Regions from separate parts of the Mus musculus genome. Here regions 2 and 3 are each linked to region 1. A link is a contact called in public promoter capture Hi-C data. All regions are on one chromosome and are shown on one strand. The core of a region is the stretch at or near the end of the contact, and the rest is flanking DNA. Distances in the headings are between cores, read along the strand shown.

Evidence for each region. Capture Hi-C pulls out chosen DNA fragments and counts their contacts.
Region 2: a promoter capture Hi-C map of adipose tissue shows a contact between it and region 1. The contact joins the promoter of Kctd7 here to the promoter of Zbed5 in region 1. A contact is called at or near these places in 11 of 39 promoter capture datasets (the 3T3-L1 cell line, the C10 cell line, the HPC-7 cell line and 7 more), 17 of 484 Hi-C or Micro-C datasets (CD4 T cells, CD8 T cells, the G1E-ER4 cell line and 11 more), 8 of 115 datasets of contacts at active chromatin or transcription factors (the 230-238 cell line, astrocytes, bone marrow-derived macrophages and 5 more) and 4 of 9 other capture datasets (adipose tissue, liver, macrophages and 1 more).
Region 3: a contact with region 1 is called in a promoter capture Hi-C map of liver. The contact joins the promoter of Septin14 here to the promoter of Zbed5 in region 1. A contact is called at or near these places in 2 of 39 promoter capture datasets (macrophages and pre-B cells), 5 of 484 Hi-C or Micro-C datasets (CD4 T cells, centroblasts, effector CD8 T cells and 2 more), 3 of 115 datasets of contacts at active chromatin or transcription factors (embryonic stem cells, extraembryonic endoderm stem cells and pancreatic cancer cells) and 3 of 9 other capture datasets (adipose tissue, liver and pancreatic islet).

Annotation. Positions count from the first base shown.
Region 1 is chr5:129,894,381-129,897,124 of GRCm38.p6, forward strand. Zbed5 (zinc finger, BED type containing 5) reads left to right here and starts at 1,343. Exons shown (of 4, transcript NM_183088.2): 1 at 1,343-1,472. The coding sequence starts at 1,423.
Region 2 is chr5:130,143,521-130,146,264 of GRCm38.p6, forward strand. Kctd7 (potassium channel tetramerisation domain containing 7) reads left to right here and starts at 1,363. Exons shown (of 4, transcript NM_172509.4): 1 at 1,363-1,706. The coding sequence starts at 1,563.
Region 3 is chr5:129,703,594-129,706,337 of GRCm38.p6, forward strand. It overlaps Septin14 (septin 14), which reads right to left and starts at 1,391. Exons shown (of 10, transcript NM_028826.2): 1 at 1,326-1,391; 2 at 613-681. The coding sequence starts at 666.

The sequences.
Region 1 (2,744 bases), core at 93-2,592:
CCCCTCATTGGTTGTGGGGATGAAAAGGGAGATTTCTAAAATAGCTGGCTCACTAGCCAAACACTATACAACAAAGATATTGACAGAAATTAACCGAGAAATTAGAGAGTTAAGAATGACAATCCTACAAAATAGAGCTACCGTAGTCTTTCAGTTGATCACACATAATCTTGGATGTCAACAGTTCCCTGAAATGTGTTAACATATCAGATTTCTCTAACACCATCGATAACCTAATCGATAACTTACATTGAGAAATAATATCTCCAAGGCACATGTTGATTGGCCCTCCTGGCTAAGATGTTTCTCACCCTTCATTGGCCCCCTGATGGTTCTACTATCAATCATAATACTTGCGCTCTGTGTTTTTGGTGCAATATTAACCTAATCACCCTCCAGATACTCAATACCAGAATCCTGTTCCCCCGACTACAACATCAAGCAATGCTTGCTCTCTTGTCAAAGATTTGAAAGAGTTAATCAGGCCAAGATGAGACTATGAGACCATAAATCAAAGGGTGCAATGTGTCAAACCCATATACCTTCGAAATTAAGGACCACATTGTATTAAGTACCCATACCTTGCAAATTAAGGAACCCAGTGTGTTAAGCCCCTATACTTACGAAACTAGGGTTCTATCTAAGTTTGCTTCCTAAATCTGATGTAATCTGGGGGGGGGGGGGGAAAGACCTCATTTATATGATATATATCCTTGTCTTCCTGTTTCATTGTATTTTTCTAACAATCTCTAACAGTCAATACTCTAGGCCCTGTAAACATGCTTACATCTGTTTTCTATTAATCTTTTATCGCTCCGCCATAAAAGGAATCCCAAAAGGCCAGTAAGGGCCTGTTCTCTAAAATCCCAACTTAGGATAAAACAGCCGGATATCCAGTCCTGATGCTGGATGCACCTCTAAAATAAAGCTTGCTTTTGATTAGACAATAGAGTTTAGTCTTCATCCACTCAATTTTCAGGTTTAACACGTGTTAACACAGTGGGCGTGGCAGCACATGCGGGTAATTCACTTGAGATGCCAGTTCACTTGAGATGCTGAGGCAGAAGGGTCTCAAAATCAAAGGGCAGCCTGGCAGTGGAGGAATCCAGTGGTCCATCGAAAGAAAAAAACTAACCATACATCTCAGAACCGAAGGACAAGATTTGAGAGAGCAACCTCAGGAACTTCCCATTAGCTACAGCGCCTCGTCGCCAAGCAACTTCCCGGCGTGGTACGCAGTGGCACCGCATTGCCAGTTACTGATGTCTGGTTCGTCCAATAACTTTCAGCGATCGTGCTTCTCCTGGGCTCTAATTGGCTACGTGCGGAGGTTCCACCTCCCACCTTCCTCCCTCCTTGCTGGACGCCCGTGGGCGTTCCCGAGTTTGTTGTGTCTGGACGCTTAAGGTGCAGACACCGAGGATGCCACGTGGAAGCCGAATCCGCACTTCCCGCGTGACCCTTCTGGCCGGGTGAGACCCTCGGGACTGGGGACAAAGCGCGGGCGGCCAGGACGAGGTTCTGTAGCTTAAGAGCTGCGAAGCCGAGGGTGAGATGGAGGGAGCCGAAAGGGATCCGCTACCAGGGGAGGACTCCCGGAGAACGGGGACACGCTCTGTGCACTCCGGGAGAGGACTCTGAAATGTGACATTTTCCCTAGACAGGTTGGGGGAAGGGCTGTCGAGGGCATAGTCTAAGAGGAGGTGAGGAAAGAATGAATGGTGATAGGTGTCAAGCTCTTGGGGGTGTTTTTTTGTTTTGTTTTGTTTTGTTCTTACTGTGTTTTTGATTCTGTCAGGCTAGCTTTGGACTTCATAAGTCCTGGATAGCCTTCCTTGATTTTCCTGACTCTGCTTCTCTGGGGATGGGATTACAGAGTTTAAAGGTTTATAGAAGGGGGGAAAAAAAGGATAAAAGAAAATTACTCGTTATTTGTGTGTGGAGGTTCGAGAATTTTAGAATTCTCTCTTTCCACCTTTTGGGTCCAGGATAGCTAACCCTTAGTTGTAATTACGCTACTACAAGGGGTATCAACATTCCTAATGCTGCGATCCTTTTGTTGTTGTGGTGGTGACCCCTGATCATTAAAAAAAATTTTTTTTTTTGCTACATTGTAACTGTAATTTTGTAAGTTTGGTCTTAGGCGAGCCCTGTGAAAGGGTCCTGACCCACAAGTTGAGAACTGCTGCTCCATTGAGCCATCTCCTGTCCACACGAAGTAGGAAATTCTTGACAGCATCAAGATTCCAGATGTCCCATCTGGGAGCCTGTGTGAAGGTCACAGGGCACTTTATGGGAGTTGGTTGTTGATCTTTCTAAGGCTCAAACTCAGGTTGTCAGCAGTGGGTTGCAAGGACACTCTACTTCAGCACCAGCATCCCCCTCTCCCTCCCCCAGCCTGAAATGTTAATTCAGATGTTAACTAGGCTAGGGAGACCCCTTGGTCTAAACCTGTGGGTTGCTACTCCTTCGGCTCCAAAAAATGTTTACCTGATGGTTTATTTATTTATTAAATTTATTTATTGTTATATGGAAGTACACTGTAGCTGTCTTCAGACACACCAGAAGAGGGCGTCAGATCTCATTATGGGTGGTTGTGAGCCACCATGTGTTTGCTGGGATTTGAACTCCGGACCTTCGGAAGAGCAGTCAGTGCTCTTAACCGCTGAGCCATCTCGCCAGCCCACATGATGGTTTATAACAGTAGCAAGATTACAGTTTTGAAATAGAAGGGAAAATGATTT
Region 2 (2,744 bases), core at 113-2,612, 250 kb after region 1:
GGCAGGTCAGATGGAGAAGAGGAGCCCTGTTTGGGAGTGGGGTTTTCTCTTTTCTCATCTGTGGTTATTTAATTTTTTTCATTTTTAGCGTTTGTTTTTAGCAGTCTCATGTAACCCAATTTGGACTCACAATGTTATGAAGCTGAAGCTGGCCTTGACTTCCAAGTACTGATATTGCAGCGTGAGTCACCATACTCAGTTCCGTTATTATTTATTATTATTATTTATTATACTAGAGACAAGAGTTGAATTCTCAGAAATCCTTCTAACCTCTCAAGTCGCTGCAATTAAAGGTATTTGCAACCAAGGTTTTCCTTCCTGTGTGAGTCCACGGAAAAAGCGCTAGCACAGCAGCCATGTCCTTGCCAGCCATTGGTGTTGCAGTGCTCAATTTCTATTACACAGCAGGTGCCCTCAGCCCTCCACAACACATCCTCAAGGACAGCCTGCTTAGGCCTTTTTTCACTGGCCCGCTGCTATGGAGACAAACCAGCCAGTCCTGGGCCCTTTCCCAGGACACATGGACCGGGATGATAAAGTGGAGTGGCCTGGAGCTTCGCGCCTGCTAGTCAGAAAGCCAATGAAAGCAGGACCACGGTGCTGCCCCTATGAGCGGGCTTCCTGCCAATCAGGGGCGGAGGCCAGCGAGGACACAGCCAATAGCAGGAGCAATTGGGTGGTCTGTCCTTTCGGGAACCGCGCCGGGGGACCAGCGCTGTCGTTGAACGTCGGAAGTGCAGAACGCGTGCCCTTTAGGTGGCCTATAAGAATGGGACTGATCGGCAAGCCGTTGTCAGTTGTCACTCTAGTTTGAGACCTCGATGGTTGGATCAGACCTTTAACCGTCATAGCGGAGCTAATCGGACACTGCCAGTAGTAGGAGGCGACCGGGTGAGGCCAGAGATGCTACCTGCGCTGTGGTTGCTATGCGCAGAGAGCCGCTTCCCTAGATAAGTGGCCTGGACCAAGGGAGGTAGCGCTCCCGTTAGTTAGATAGCCAATCAGAATGGAACAAACCCAACCAGACGTGTTTACCCTATAATTGGACAATGCTCTTGCCAATCATAGCAGGAGTTCATGAAACCTCGGCCAATAGCAAGAAGCGCCTGGTTCCGATTTGCAGCGCAGGGTCCACGCGGTGGTTGCTGATCGAGGTCGTCAGTGGGCGATCACCTCCCCTCGGCCAAACCCTGGAGCAGACAGGCGTCGCTCGCGCTTGTCAGCCAAGAGCCAATCAGAATTGGGTAGGCCTGTAGCCACTACGGCTTAAGGCCGAATTGTTTGTTCTGTGATTGGGCGAACCTCCTGACAATCAGGGCGGAGCCAGCGAAGATTCGGCCAATGGCTGGAGGCAGCCAGGTCAGACCAGCGACTAACTGTAGGCGCGTTGGTCGTTAGACTGTTGGAGGGCAGCACAGGACATCCTAACTGCTTGCAGGTCCTCGGCGTCTAGCGCCCGCCGGCGGCCCATCTCGTCATGTCAGGCACTGCTTGGCTTTAGTTCTTCAGGCCTCCGCCCACCCGCCTACCCGAAGCCGCGCCCACCGCCCAGAGCCAGAGGGATGGTGGTAGTCACCGGGCGGGAGCCAGACAGCCGTCACTCGGACGGTGCCATGTCCAGCTCCGAAGCCGAAGACGACTTCCTGGAGCCGGCCACTCCTACGGCCACGCAAGCGGGGCACGGGCTGCCCCTGCTGCCCCAGGAGGTACCTGGATCGAGCGATGGGGGAAGGGAGGGCTGATGGGAAGCGAGGGAGAGACTGGTGCTTGCAGAGCTGACCTTGGGCGGAGAGCCTCCCAAGGAGCTATCCACCCCTGATGCCACTCCTACACTAGGTGTATCCTCCCTGCCCCGAGTCACCTGCACTCCAAGTCCCTTCTTCCCGTACTACCAGATGTCAGTTCCATTCCTGTATTTCATGTCACCTTTATCAACTAGACGAGGACTCAACACATAGCATGTTCCATACAATCCAAAGGAGGACCTGGGTTATCCAGGTGTATCCTCCAGCTGCCGGGGGAGTGGCATTAGAAACTACCTGCAGTTAACCTATCTGGTGCCTTGGTATGATTTAAGAAAAGGACACACCTGAGTGGACCAATTCTCATCCAGGTGCCGTTATGCAGTGAACAATCTCCATTACCACATGGGGTAATTTTATTTGCTAGATGGACAAGAGTGAACGGTAGAGGATTTGGGGTCAAGAAAGCAGCGAGAGCAAGGACATGCAGGAGATAAATTCGGGAAATAGGAGGGCAATGGTGAGTTGAACTCAGAGCAGAGATGATGGAGGGATTAGGGGCTTCATTTATCAGTTGCTGTATTGTGCTATGGAGTGGCTTCGTTAGTAGCCCTTCCTGTGTGTGACACTTTGCACCTGAACTGACCCTGGAGATGGATAGGAAGATGAATACAGATGTAGAGATGGATAGGAAGATGGATACAGATGTGGAGACTCGACAATCTGAGGGGGCTGGCTTGAGTGAGGCTCTCCGGCAGCTGACAGTATTGTGGTAGGGTTAGAATCCCCGAATTGCCAGCATCGTGGGAAACTTGTGAACATAAGCAAAATTCTAGACATAACTCTGCAGTCAGGGAAAAGGGCCAACACGGCGGTGACACTTTTTTTTGTGCACTGTCATTGGGCAGAAGTTGTGGTTTGAGTGACAGGACACACAATCCCACAGACTGTAGGCCAGCTGTCCAGTCCCGGCCTCCTGTGAGTCACATCCCTCCCTGTGAG
Region 3 (2,744 bases), core at 141-2,640, 190 kb before region 1:
AGTCTTCTGCACAGGGAAGGAAATGATTGACAAGTGGAGAAACAAGCTACAGCATGGTAGAAAATCTTCTCCAGCTAGTCATCTGACCAGATACTGATTAGCTATTATCTCCTGGACTTAGGGAGAGGAAGATCCCACACTGCTGTAACAGGGCCTCCTTCCTTTCCTGGGCTTTCCCAAATGGGGAGGAAGGATGCAGTGGGAGGGGCTGAGGACAATATGAATAGCTCGGGACAGTGAGTGGGTCTCTGCACCTCTTTATCCATGAAGTACTTTGTTATAGTGATACAAAACTAAAAACACCCCTAGAGTGACTTTAAATCTTGATTTAGTCTCCTTTGCTTTTAAATGAGAATGTTTTGCATACACGTGTGCAGGCACACACACACACACACACACACACACACATACCAACAAAGTCAAGAAACATTCTGACAATTGTTTAAACCACCATTTACATTTAAATCTAACCAATAGTAAGGTTCATGATCTGTTCCCAAAGATAGCAAGCCTCTTTAGCTGTCAGGACCTGAATCAACTTAGAGCCAGTCATTTTGAAACTACTTATTGAAGTGCATAACGCATATATCATATACAAAAGATGCACTCAACTGGATCTTCACTGCCAGGTATTGGCACCGACGTGTTAGTTGGTTTTTCCGCCATGTCAGACCGAAATGGCTAGAATAAAGAGAGAAAACTTGGTCAGTCCCACCTACAAAGGTCCGATTCTTTCATCTTAGACCCTTAGAGGATTCAACTGTGCTGTTCCCTTCACACTTCTGACTTGTTTGAAGTTGTATCTTTCATCCTAAGCAAGCATGCGTGTGCTCAACAGCATAGTCAGTATATGAAGTAAAGGCCATTTAACCAGTGATATCCAACGTGAAAAGATTAAACTCTCTCCAAATCAAGAAGTTACCGACATCATCTTCTTATGGATTGTTTTTTAGCCAGTAATGAATTTCATTGGGTCATTCCAGGCACGCATAACAGTGTACCCAGTCCTCCATTTAAATGGCTCTGAGCATGAGAAAAAGAAGTCACACACTCAGAGTGACTTCAATTTCCAGAGGGGCTTAAACCTGAAGCTGAAGTAGCAGCCAGGAGAATTGAGAAGAGGGGAAATTAGGGATGTTGCAAAAGGGAAGCAGACTTCTAGAGTCTACACAAACTCTCTAGGAACCAAACCAAAGCCAGTTTTGTTTTGTTTTTCATTTTTACGAAGCACCTTTACGCAGGTAGCATTGTGCCGGATGATCTACCTCCTGCAGTAGTTAAAAGACATCTAAGATCTTCAGACTCAGAAATATCAAGTGACTTACCTGCCCTGGGTCTCAGCTGTGAAGTGCGCAGTCTGAACGGACTCGGAGTCTGGTGTGCTCTCCCTTGCTATCTGTGGACGTGGACCAAATTAATAGTCACCGTATTTGCAACAGTTGGGAACAAGGGAGTTAAGGTACAAAGGAGAGTACTGTCCTGATTTCTCAGCAGAACAGTTTGAGAAGGCCATGCTAATCTACATTTGAGTACAGCGCAAAGATACTGAGAACATGAGACTTTTGAAAAGGGGATTTATGTGGATTTGTTTTACATATGTGAGTATCATACCTGCATGTGTGTGTGTGTGCCCACCATGTGCAAGTCTGATATCCTAGAGGTCAGAAGAGATCATTGGATGCCCTGGTGTTAGATATATGGACACTTTAAAAAGGAAGACTCACACATACTTGTGAACTGCCATGTAATTGCTGGGAAACCCAGGTCCTCTGTAAAAACAGAAAATGCTTCTCTGGTTTTTCAAGACACAGTTTTTCTGTGTACCTTTGGCTGTCCTGGAACTCACTCTGTAGACCAGGCTGCCCTCGAAATACAAGATCCACCTGCCTCTGTCTCCTAACCTAACCCAACCTAACCTAACTGTCTTAGTCAGGGTTTCTATTCCTGCACAAACATCATAACCAAGAAGCAAGTTGGGGAGGAAAGGGTTTATTCGGCTTACACTTCCATGCTGCTGTTCATCACCAAAGGATGTCAGGACTGGAACTCAAGCAGGTCAGGGAGCAGGAGCTGATGCAGAGGCCATGGAGGGATGTTCTTTACTGGCTTGCCTCACCTGGCTTGCTCAGCCTGCTTTCTTATAGAACCAAGACTACCAGCCCTGAGATGGTCCCACCCACAAGGGGCCTTTCCCCCTTGATCACTAATTGAGAAAATGCCTTACAATTGCATCTCATGGAGGCATTTCCTCAAATGAAGCTCCTTTCTCTGTGATAACTCCAGCTGTGTCAAGTTGACACAAAACTAGCCAGTACAATTGACCCCTTGTCAACTTGACACACAAACACATCACTAGTAAGCCTCAACTCTTACAATCTTATTCATCCCCATTCTAAATAACTTTAAAAGTCCCACAGTCTTTACATATTCTTAAAATTTCAATCTCTTTAAAATATCCATCTCTTTTAAAATCCAAAGTCTTTTTACAATTAAAAGTCTCTTAACTGTGGGCTCCACTAAAACAGTTTCTTCCTTCAAGAGGGAAAATATCAGGGCACAGTCACAATCAAAAGCAAAAGTCAATCTCCAACCGTCCAATGTCTGGGATCCAACTCACAATCTTCTGGGCTCCTCCAAGGGCTTGGGTCACTTCTCCAGCCAGGCCCTTTGTAGCACACACATCATCCTCTAGGCTCCAGATGCCTGTACTCCACTGCTGCTGCTGCTCTTGGTGGTCATCTCAT